Linked DNA regions of Mus musculus: regions 1 and 3 are each linked to region 2. A link is a contact called in public Hi-C and HiChIP or PLAC-seq data. All regions are on one chromosome and are shown on one strand. Each heading gives the region's core, a stretch centred on a gene start, on an enhancer-like site or on the middle of the called end of the contact. The rest is flanking DNA. Distances are from core to core; before and after follow the strand shown.

Region 1 (2,922 bases), core at 294-2,793, 96 kb after region 2:
CCCTGTTGTAGGGGACAGCAGCCACCCTCTGTGACATAGCTGAGGTTGGCCTCCTGGAGAAAGGCTATGGAATGGGAGCCTGGCTCAAGGAGCCTCATCGGCCCATCCCAACCTTGTCAGCAGGTGGGAGAATCCAAGGAACCGAATTCATGACTAAACAGCTCTCCTGTCACCAGCAAAGGGGCAGACCAGACGGGGACCTTGTTTCCCAACAGCAAGTTAAATAGACATGAATAGACATGTTTTGCTAAAGCTACTTTCTCTCCTAAGCAAGGACAAATCACCCATGTGCTCAGCTTAGTCCTAGGGGTTTGTGTTCATAGGAGCTCCCCCTGGAGGGGCAAGAGACTGGAGGTGAGGCTTACTGGAGAGTTGGAGGCCAGCCTAGGCCAGCCTAATGCTCTGCTAACCATGGGGCCTGCTCCTCGGGGCTCCCACCCTAAGTGGGCAGCTTTAGGGGAGGGATGGAGAGCTGGAGGCCCCTGAAGTGAGACAAGCTCTTTGTCATACCTGTCTGGCATCTCATAGGACCCCAATGGAAGAACCGCTATCTGAACGTTCAAAGGATAAACTGAGGCTCAGAGATGGGAAGGGATCTCCCAGACCTGATGACCAGCAGGGCAGAGGTGGAGTTGGGTGTGGCTCACTTGACTTTCCATGGAGGAGACTGTGGTTATGGGTTTAGTGGGTAGAGCCTCCCAGCGGGATGGAAGGACCAGGAGAACAGGGTCTGTGGTAGCAGAAGGAGGTTAGACATGGTCAGAGCCTGTGGGGAGGCCAGGACCGTTAGAGTCTGCAGGCAGGCGGTGACCAAGGTTGATATTGGAGTAATCACTCTCTCCCTAAACCCTCCATAATTGGCATGGCGGTCTCCTGGGTCCTGTGTGGTCCCACAGTGGTGTAGGGTAGCCTTTAAGGGAGGATGGCTGAGGGTTCTGGAGGTAACTGTGTGGAAGAGGAGAGATTGTGGGGTCAGGCTGGAATTCTGTATGAGGGGGATGCGAGTGCTGTGGGGGAGGGGAGGGGGTGTGGACAGAGGGCTCCCTCTGGGGTCCTGAGGACTGGTCTAACCTTGGTCAGCCGGTGCACTCACCACCCACACACTTACAGTGCTCCCCAAGGCCTCTGGGCTAATCCTCTGATGGACTCAAGAGCCTGTGGTCCAGAGTACTCCAGACTTCATCGTCTGACCTGGGACCTGGCCAGAGAGAGGCTATCAGCAGTGTGACTGGACTGTCTGGGCGGGCCATGTCTCTCCAAGTCACTCTCAGAATTGACCTGGTATCCAGGCTCCTTAGTTAACCCTTTGTTCACTGCATTCCCAGCTGCCGCCCCCTCCCCTTACCCCCCTTGTGTCCCCTTGTGCCCCCCCCCCGCAGCCACCCCCTCCTTTCTTCTCAGTCTTTCTCCAATTAATGCTCCCCCCAACCCCAACACCTTAGAGTGGGCTCAATTATCGCCCTCACAGCAGGCCTGTCTCCCAGGCTGGTCCTGACCTCAATTTGCAGACAGCCCTTTGTCTGGCCTGTTGGCTGCCCCTAAGAAGCTGAGCCCAGTCAGGGAAGGGAGGGTGCCAGCGTGCCTCTGATTAGCTCTGGGTTGACTATAATGGTTCTGCTTGATGATGCAAATAGTGGGTACCCTGAAGACATAATTCCAGCTCTGGAAAAAAGTGTCCAAGCCAGAAGGTCCTTTGGGAGCCAGTCCTAGGCTCTGTGACTGCCCAGGGCTTTTTCTGCAGTTCCAGGAGTAGTGGTGTAGATGCTGCCCCTGCTGGACCGTGCTCAGATGCTCTGTCAGTGGCTGGCTCATACAGCTATTGTTCCTGGCTGGGCTGGGCTGGCCACCAGCTCCACCTGCCATTCCACAGCAACAGAGAGGCAGGTGGGTGGGAGCACAGTACATCTGATGTGGGACTGGTAAGGCTTAAGTCTCCCATACAAAACAAATCCCCAGCTCTGTGGCTCCTCCCACCTTGGGTTCAGGAGGGGCTTGGTGCAAACCTGCTTAAGGTGGTGTTCAGAGTCACCCACCTGCACACACCCCAGCTCTGCCCCTACCAGTGGTTGTAAATTGGGAAAAGATGTCTTCTGCAGAGAGTGTAGCCCAACGGGAGTGCTTGCCTTGCATGCAACAGACTCTGGCTCGCACTGCAGCACTGTAGTGAGAGAGAATATCTCTGAGCCCAGTGTTTCTGTCCTGAAAATGTCTCGGGTGAGCCGTTGGACAGAATGTCTTCAGAACCCCAGGCTATGTCTCCTGGGCCACTTCTCAGCCACCAGCCCCAGCTGCCTCTGCAGGTTTTTGCCAATTCAGGCCAGCTCCTCAGCTGTGGGCTCTCCTGCTCCACCCCAGAGGCCCCTTCACATTTGACACTGTGACCTCTGGATGCAGCAGGTGACCTGGCCTCTGGGGTCCCAAGCTCTTGGCATTCAATGTGACATTGGAGTGGAAGGCCCCCCTCACAGGACACAGACAGTGCTGAAGAGCAGCTACTCCAGCCCTGCTGTGTCCTAGAGTCTGGGCTGTCACCTGGGATGCAGGGCCCCCTCGGGCCAGTGTTTTAAGGGAGGCTGAGATCTGACAGCCTTGTAGAAAGCTGCCTGAGAGTTCCTTGTGTTTTTTGTTTGTTTGTTTGTTTTTTTGTTTTTTGTTTTTCCCCCGAGACAGGGTTTCTCTGTGTAGCCCTGGCTGTCCTGGAACTCACTTTGTAGACCAGGCTGGCCTTGAACTCAGAAATCCGCCTGCCTCTGCCTCCCTGCTACTGGGATTAAAGGCGTGCGCCACCACGCTGGGTGCTAGGTCACCATGGGAAAAACACTTGAGGACGGACAGTGAGGACGATGGAGTGTAGGGATGAGGGAGGCAGCAAAGGATGTGGTGACAGAGACTCCTCTAACAACGTAAGAGCCATCTTTGGGG
Region 2 (2,740 bases), core at 202-2,701:
TGGGTTCCGGGTGATGCTTCTCGGTGTGCGTGTGAGGAGTATGTGTGCGTGTGTGTAAGTCGATAACAATGTATGAGCCTCCTGGGCCCCGGGTGTTTGTTTCAGTGCGGTAGAGGGGCGGGCGGGGTGACGCTGTTTGTAGTGCTTGCAGGGGTGGACTGAGGAGGGTGGTGCCTGAGGCTACCCGGATCCCATGGTGGGCCGTCGCCTGCCTGTCTTCCCTTCGCAAGGCTGAGAAGGGCCTGGAGGCTTGGGGGTTGCAGAAAGTGGGGAGCCCGTTCCCAGTTTATTCATGACTTCCTGTCGTGTTTACAGACTCTTTTAAGTCGTAGATGACCTGGAAAACCGGATCTTCATCCCACTCTTGGCCAATAGTGCGTAGGAGTGGAGGGCTAAGTAAGCAGGGTCCAGGTGGGGAAAGGAGAGGTCGTTTGACAGACCTTATACCGTGCGAAGGTCTGACTGCTCTGGGGATGTCCGACCAGGGTCTTTCCTTGAATCACCCTGGCTCAGCTGTCCTAAGTCTCAGCCTCAAGCGGAAAGCTCTGCGCTCAGAACGCGTGGTGTCCTGTCTCTGCGCCCTCGAAACCTGTGCTCACTACGGCCGGCAGGTGGCGCTTGTGTCACGGGGAGCCACGCCGCAGATCCCGCCTGGCTCCTATCTGGGGTTTCGGGTTGATCCAGAGCTTGGGCCGGAGTCCCCCGCGACCTCAGAAGGTGGTGACATTTGGGGTCTGACTTGGGCGAGAGCAACAACTGGTCGCTGGGGAAGGAGGGAGACCTCCGGGTCGGAGACAAACAGGCAATTAATTCCGGAGCTAACTCCCCATCTGCCAGGCCGGCAGACAACAGGTCCGGCACACCCCCAGGGCCAAGCCGCAGCGCTTCCTCCCACTTCGCAGGCGGCTCAGTGTGCAATCCATTTTAAGGCACAGGCGCGGCTGCAAGGACACTTCGAGACAGTTCGTAGCCCCTCACTGCACTTCTTGAAACACGACCCTCATCCATGAGAGACAGTTGGCGCCAAAGCATGGCCAGACACACTCAAGTGCTCTGGGTGTTCTGGGGAAGCCGTTGGCCCGGGTCCAGCCCCTTTCATTACCCCCCATCCCCCCACCCCCACCCGCTTTCGTGCTGTGCGATCTTGGGCAAAAGCTTCAGTTTTCCCGCTCGCAAAGTGATGAGAGTGTTGGGTGCCTCCCAGGAGGCGCACTCCATCCTCGCTCAGGAGAGACAGAGGCGCATGCGTGCGCGTAACTTGTGTCTCGGCAGCCCCCACCGCCCCTCCCGCATCAACACTCAACTAACAGGTTGGGGGTCCTAGCAGTAGGCGGGGCCGCAAGGAGGAGCGGGACCCCCGCCCACTTGGCTCTGCTCAGGATGGGGGCGGCGCTCTGGCGTCCCGCCCCCTTCCCTCCCCCTACAAGCTTTGGCCCGCCCCCGCCCAGCCTGTCCCGGAGCAAGCCGGTCGCGTCCACAGCGTGCTCTCCGCCACTCGCCTGCTCTGCCAACTTCAGAGCAGCAGGCCTGGCCATGGGGGTGCCCCTGGGCCGGATCACGTAGCCACTGTACCCCGAGAGCCAACGTATCCCTTCCTGCGACCGTGCCATGGTCGGCCGCGGCGCCTCCTTGTGTGCGGTGCAGCCCGCGGTACGCAAGGCCCTGCTAGGAGCGGGCGGCTGGGCTCGACGGGCACCGGGTTCAGAGCCCAGGACAACGATGATGCTAGCGGGGTGTACAGCGCCCTCTAGGGGTGGGGCGCGGAGCGGGACGGGGCCCCGAGCGTCGGGCTGGGGCTTCTTCTTCAGGGACTCCTGGCGTTGCATCCAGGGCCCTAACTTTTGTGCGAGCGTGGCTTTAGGGGCGTGAGCGACTGGGTCTGGAGTCGGCCGCGTGGAGTCCCGCAGTGGCGCCGCGCGAAGGTTTGGGCTTACTGTCCCATCTCCAACCCCCGCAGGTGGCTGAGTGCGGCCCGGCTCGAGAGACCCCGCCACTTGAGGTATCCCCGCGCAAGAGGCTGCCCGCCGGGCTCGATCAAGACCCATGCAGCAGCCGCCCTGCTCCGGAGGGCGCCGGGGCCAGCGCTGAGCAGAGCCACTCGGCCGGTGGGGGCGGGTGGTGCCGCCACTGCCACACGAAGCTCGTGGAGCTAAAACGACAGGCGTGGAAGTTGGTCAGCGGGCCCGGGACTCCTCTCCGGGTAAGTGACCCCTCTTCAGGCCATATCTCAAACAGGGAAGGGCTGGAACTTGGGAATCTTTGGGGCTGGGGCTTGGAGCGTGGCGAGTTCATCGTGCCCCCACCCCCACCCCGTGCCATAGTCTGCAAGAGTGTGTGTTGGTGCACCTCACCCTAGGAGGCCTGCTGCGTGTCATAGGGGGTTGGGTAAATTTCTTTCCTAGCCACAGATGTCCCACAGCTGGAATCAGTCTGTGTTTGGGAGGGGTAGAAAAGGGGAAGACGGGACCTCACTCCCAGGGCAGGGCTTGTCATGGTGAGGCACTTTGGGCATCTGGACATTGGCATGCCTGTATAGAGAGGGCATAAAAGGTGAGAGAGTGGGCCCCTTTCTGCACCCGGGGGCCGTGCATCATTGTCCCATACCTACTCAGTGTCTGTTATGGGCCTGTGCCCTGCCCTGGCTCTCTGCCTCTGGGGCCCAGGCCTTCCGTGTGGGTAATGACTCTTGAGCCTCGGGGTTTCCCAGGCTGCAGCATGGCAGGCAGGCGCTGGTGGGAGA
Region 3 (3,137 bases), core at 242-2,741, 77 kb after region 2:
GTGCACGATGTCTCTTTACAGGTTACAAGGAAGGAGGGCCCTCCCCAGTACAATAGCACACGTGGCTGCCCACCCCCTCGGAACACCAGCCTCTGAGAAGTTCATCGCTATCTGCAACCATTAAACGGTGTCTCTGGCAGTGAGGCAGCTCCGTCTGGTGACAGGGTCTGTCGGTAAATAAGGGTGTAGTGACAGGTTCTGGGGGCTTGGGATGAATATACAATGTCAGTTTCTCACCTCATCCTGGATAAATAGGAGGCAGGCGGGCAGGAGGGTCAATTTGCGGCTGCTTGGTGTCTCTGGTCTGGATTCCTAGTCCATAAATAACTCAGTGCTTTCAGGAGGCCCAGACATGCTGGCCACAACAGGAGCCTATGGAAGGGGCCACAGCTGACTGTGGAGCAGTCGTTGTTAAGCTTGACAGCCGTTTCTCTGATATACAGATGTTCCCTGGCTTGGGGATTCTTCCGAACATGGATTTATTTATTAGTCTACGGGAAAGAAGCCTGACGTTCTGTTGATTCAGCCCAAAGTGCTTGTTTTGGGGACAGAGACCTGAGCTTACTTCTCTGGATGTTGGTACCCAGATCTGACTCACTCACATAGATGGACAGCCCCCAAGACCTTCTTGGGACACAGGGAAACCCTACAAGGGACTCCACTTCATGCTCATTAACCTGGCTGGACTGGCCAGAGTGTACACAGGTGGCTTGATCTAGTCTCTCTACTTCTAACTATGGTAGGCTCAGCATGGTGGTGAGAACTGGGGTGCTCGTTACCCACTGGGATCTGTGTGTTCCCCAGGATGGGCAGGTAGGAGCCCAGAGAGGGAGCTGGCAAAAATCTTGGTGTTGGGTCCCCTTCTCTGGTTCCCCTTGCTGGTCCTGCAACATAGTGGGTCACTTCACGATCTTGTGCTAAATGCTCTTATCTGTATTTGTAACTGAGGCAGCTGCATTTTAGCAAGAGTCAGATTTCCCAAACATTTCTCTCCACAAAATATGGCTCAACTCTGATGCCCCCTGGGGGTGGGGGCAGAGTCTCTGGAGATGTGGCCCAGGACTCAGGGCACCTCCCAGGTCCTCCCCGACGCAGACTCCTTCATGCCTGCTTCCCAGCCTCCTATCGGGATGTGCAGCCCCCCCCCCCCCACCTGAGGGCACTCTTCCTTATCTTCCCCAAGCTCCTGCTCTGTAGACTGGGCAACACTGGAGCTGGCAGAGCGCACCTGCTTGGGAGTGTCAGCCTTTGGGCCACACAGCAGGCCATTCAAAGCTCCTTGTCTGACAGATGAGGGCCCCGGGTCCTTGAAGTTCTCATTCCTGTTCAGAGGCTCCTGTGTTCCCTGAACCACAGCGAAGTGCCAGGCTCTGGGGGGCACAAGGAGCTGAAACCAGTAGGACCTGGCATCAGCCACAGGTGGAGTTTAGTGTCTAGCCATCGGTGGGAGCAGGACACAGAGAGAGATTATAGGTGGGCTGAAGCACCCAGGGGTACCAGGAGCAGCTTGGCAGGCAGGCAGGGTGGGCATTGGGAGCATCCTAGCAGTTGGACCTCAGGGTACCAGGTAAAGAGAAGAGTTTCCCTTCTGCTTGTGAGGAGGCCGTTTGTGAGGCCCCAGCCAAGGGCCACGTACCAGGGTCGGGTATGGAAAGCCCTTGGGTAATGGCTACCAGGATGACACATAAATCCTTTGGGCAAGGGCAAGGCCAGTTGGTAACCTGTTTTCTTGGGCCAAGAGCCAGACAGCATCTTACCCTTGAAGCTCATGGTCTGCCGGCAGCCGAGCCCAGCCCTGATCACTTTACACAGAGACTCTCAAGAGACTGCAGCGAGCAGCTCCTCTGGGCTTGACAGGAAAGATAAAAATGATGAAATATTTGTTCTCTGACATGGAAAACCAGACTCCCGTGTTTGGGTAATTGGAAAAAGATCTTCCGGATTGCACCGGCATGCCGCAGGTCAAAGACCTGTTCTCCTGGCCGTGCCTTAATGTAGGCACAGCTCAACAGCCATGATCAGGCACTGTAGCTGCCTCTGCCTAGTGGCGTGATTATACAAGCTGGGGATGTCTGCTCTGTGTCTGCTGAGTTCTGTGCCCAGCTCTGGGTTGAGACGCAGGAGCCTCACCATCTTGCTTCATAATTGGAGCTTCTGAGGGGTTTACAGAGTATGCTGGTCCCATGCTCTGAGGGACTCTCTGTGAGCCTGGGACTACCCTAGCCGTTACCTACCTCCTGTGTCCCTAGCTCAGCATGCTGGAAACTTCAAGAGATGTTTGGTGGGATGAGTTGACCCAGAGGGGGCAGGTAAAGGGCCTGTAGCACTTTAGCAGCCCATGTAGATGCTTCTATATGAGGCCTGTCATACCAGTACATGCTGGTTAGCCATCTCTCAAAATCCCAAACTACATAATCAATTCGCAGCCTGGGCCACTCTCTGAAGTGTCCACACCTCCACCCAGTGAATTCTCTTAGGGTCATGGCTGTTCAATACTCACCCTGGGGGTACCCAGGACACAGCAGGCAGAACCTCAGATGGCTGAGTAGGGGTGGCAGGATGCCTGTGTGTAAGGGCTTGACAAAACAGCTGAACTCGGAATGCCACCAAAGTGGAATATCTAAGTCAGTCCCCACATAGCAAGGCCGGGCCACACCTACACACCTTCTATTCTGCCCGAGATGGCAAGCTGTGCCAACCATGGCTTTCACAGAGGTCATCTGAGGCCATCTGAGTACGTGGCTAGCCCCCCCCCCCCTTGGGCTCCCTAAAGTGAATGGGCCAGGGGATGGCAGTCTGCAGCCTGGGAGCCACGCAGACAGTTCTACACCATTGCCTGGGTCCTGCAGTGCCGCTCTGGGGTCCAGACCTTGTGGGTGGAGCCTGCTTGGGCAGTGGCACTCTGCTGCCCTCAGGGCATGGTGCAGAGAATCTTAGAGGTCCAAGTTGGAGTCTCACACACAACAGTAACTTCGTCCCTCTCAAGTCTGGTCTCTGTCATCAGGACACAGGGACCTCCTCTTTCCTTTGACCCAAAGGTTCTTGCTTCTTCCAGCCAATGCCTCCTTTGGCTTGGTGGTGGCTGTGGCTATGGCCATGAACTTGGTGCAGCCTACTAAGCTAATATTTCATGTACC

Evidence for each region. Hi-C and Micro-C count contacts between places; a contact is called where the count stands out from the background. HiChIP or PLAC-seq counts read pairs in DNA pulled down with a chosen protein or histone mark.
Region 1: an H3K4me3 HiChIP or PLAC-seq map of embryonic forebrain shows a contact between it and region 2, with 3 times the contacts expected there. The contact joins the enhancer-like site here to the promoter of Kif26a in region 2. A contact is called at or near these places in 11 of 39 promoter capture datasets (the 3T3-L1 cell line, 3T3-L1-derived adipocytes, HPC-7-derived erythroid cells and 7 more), 1 of 15 datasets of contacts at CTCF or cohesin (the NIH/3T3 cell line), 9 of 484 Hi-C or Micro-C datasets (embryonic stem cells, epiblasts, granulosa cells and 4 more), 10 of 115 datasets of contacts at active chromatin or transcription factors (craniofacial prominence, embryonic forebrain, embryonic hindbrain and 6 more) and 2 of 9 other capture datasets (embryonic stem cells and pancreatic islet).
Region 3: a contact with region 2 is called in a Hi-C map of the N1E-115 cell line, with 3 times the contacts expected there. The contact joins the enhancer-like site here to the promoter of Kif26a in region 2. A contact is called at or near these places in 11 of 39 promoter capture datasets (the 3T3-L1 cell line, 3T3-L1-derived adipocytes, cranial neural crest and 6 more), 12 of 484 Hi-C or Micro-C datasets (the N1E-115 cell line, cerebral cortex, embryonic fibroblasts and 6 more), 12 of 115 datasets of contacts at active chromatin or transcription factors (craniofacial prominence, double positive thymocytes, embryonic forebrain and 8 more) and 1 of 9 other capture datasets (embryonic stem cells).

What each region holds. Positions count from the first base shown.
Region 1 is chr12:112,240,293-112,243,214 of GRCm38.p6, forward strand. All of the region lies in intron 1 of Gm36894 (a long non-coding RNA gene), which reads left to right. Among named protein-coding and RNA genes, the nearest start is that of Gm36894, 23 kb to the left of the region's middle. Within about 2 kb of position 1,544, at least 29 of the 459 cell types and tissues checked have an H3K27ac peak or open chromatin away from gene starts, as enhancers often do. A contact at or near this core is called in embryonic forebrain and epiblasts, where this site is marked.
Region 2 is chr12:112,144,757-112,147,496 of GRCm38.p6, forward strand. It overlaps Kif26a (kinesin family member 26A), which reads left to right and starts at 1,452. Exons shown (of 16, transcript NM_001097621.1): 1 at 1,452-1,650; 2 at 1,958-2,200. The coding sequence starts at 1,609.
Region 3 is chr12:112,222,165-112,225,301 of GRCm38.p6, forward strand. All of the region lies in intron 1 of Gm36894 (a long non-coding RNA gene), which reads left to right. Among named protein-coding and RNA genes, the nearest start is that of Gm36894, 5.1 kb to the left of the region's middle. Within about 2 kb of position 1,492, at least 9 of the 459 cell types and tissues checked have an H3K27ac peak or open chromatin away from gene starts, as enhancers often do. A contact at or near this core is called in the N1E-115 cell line, where this site is marked.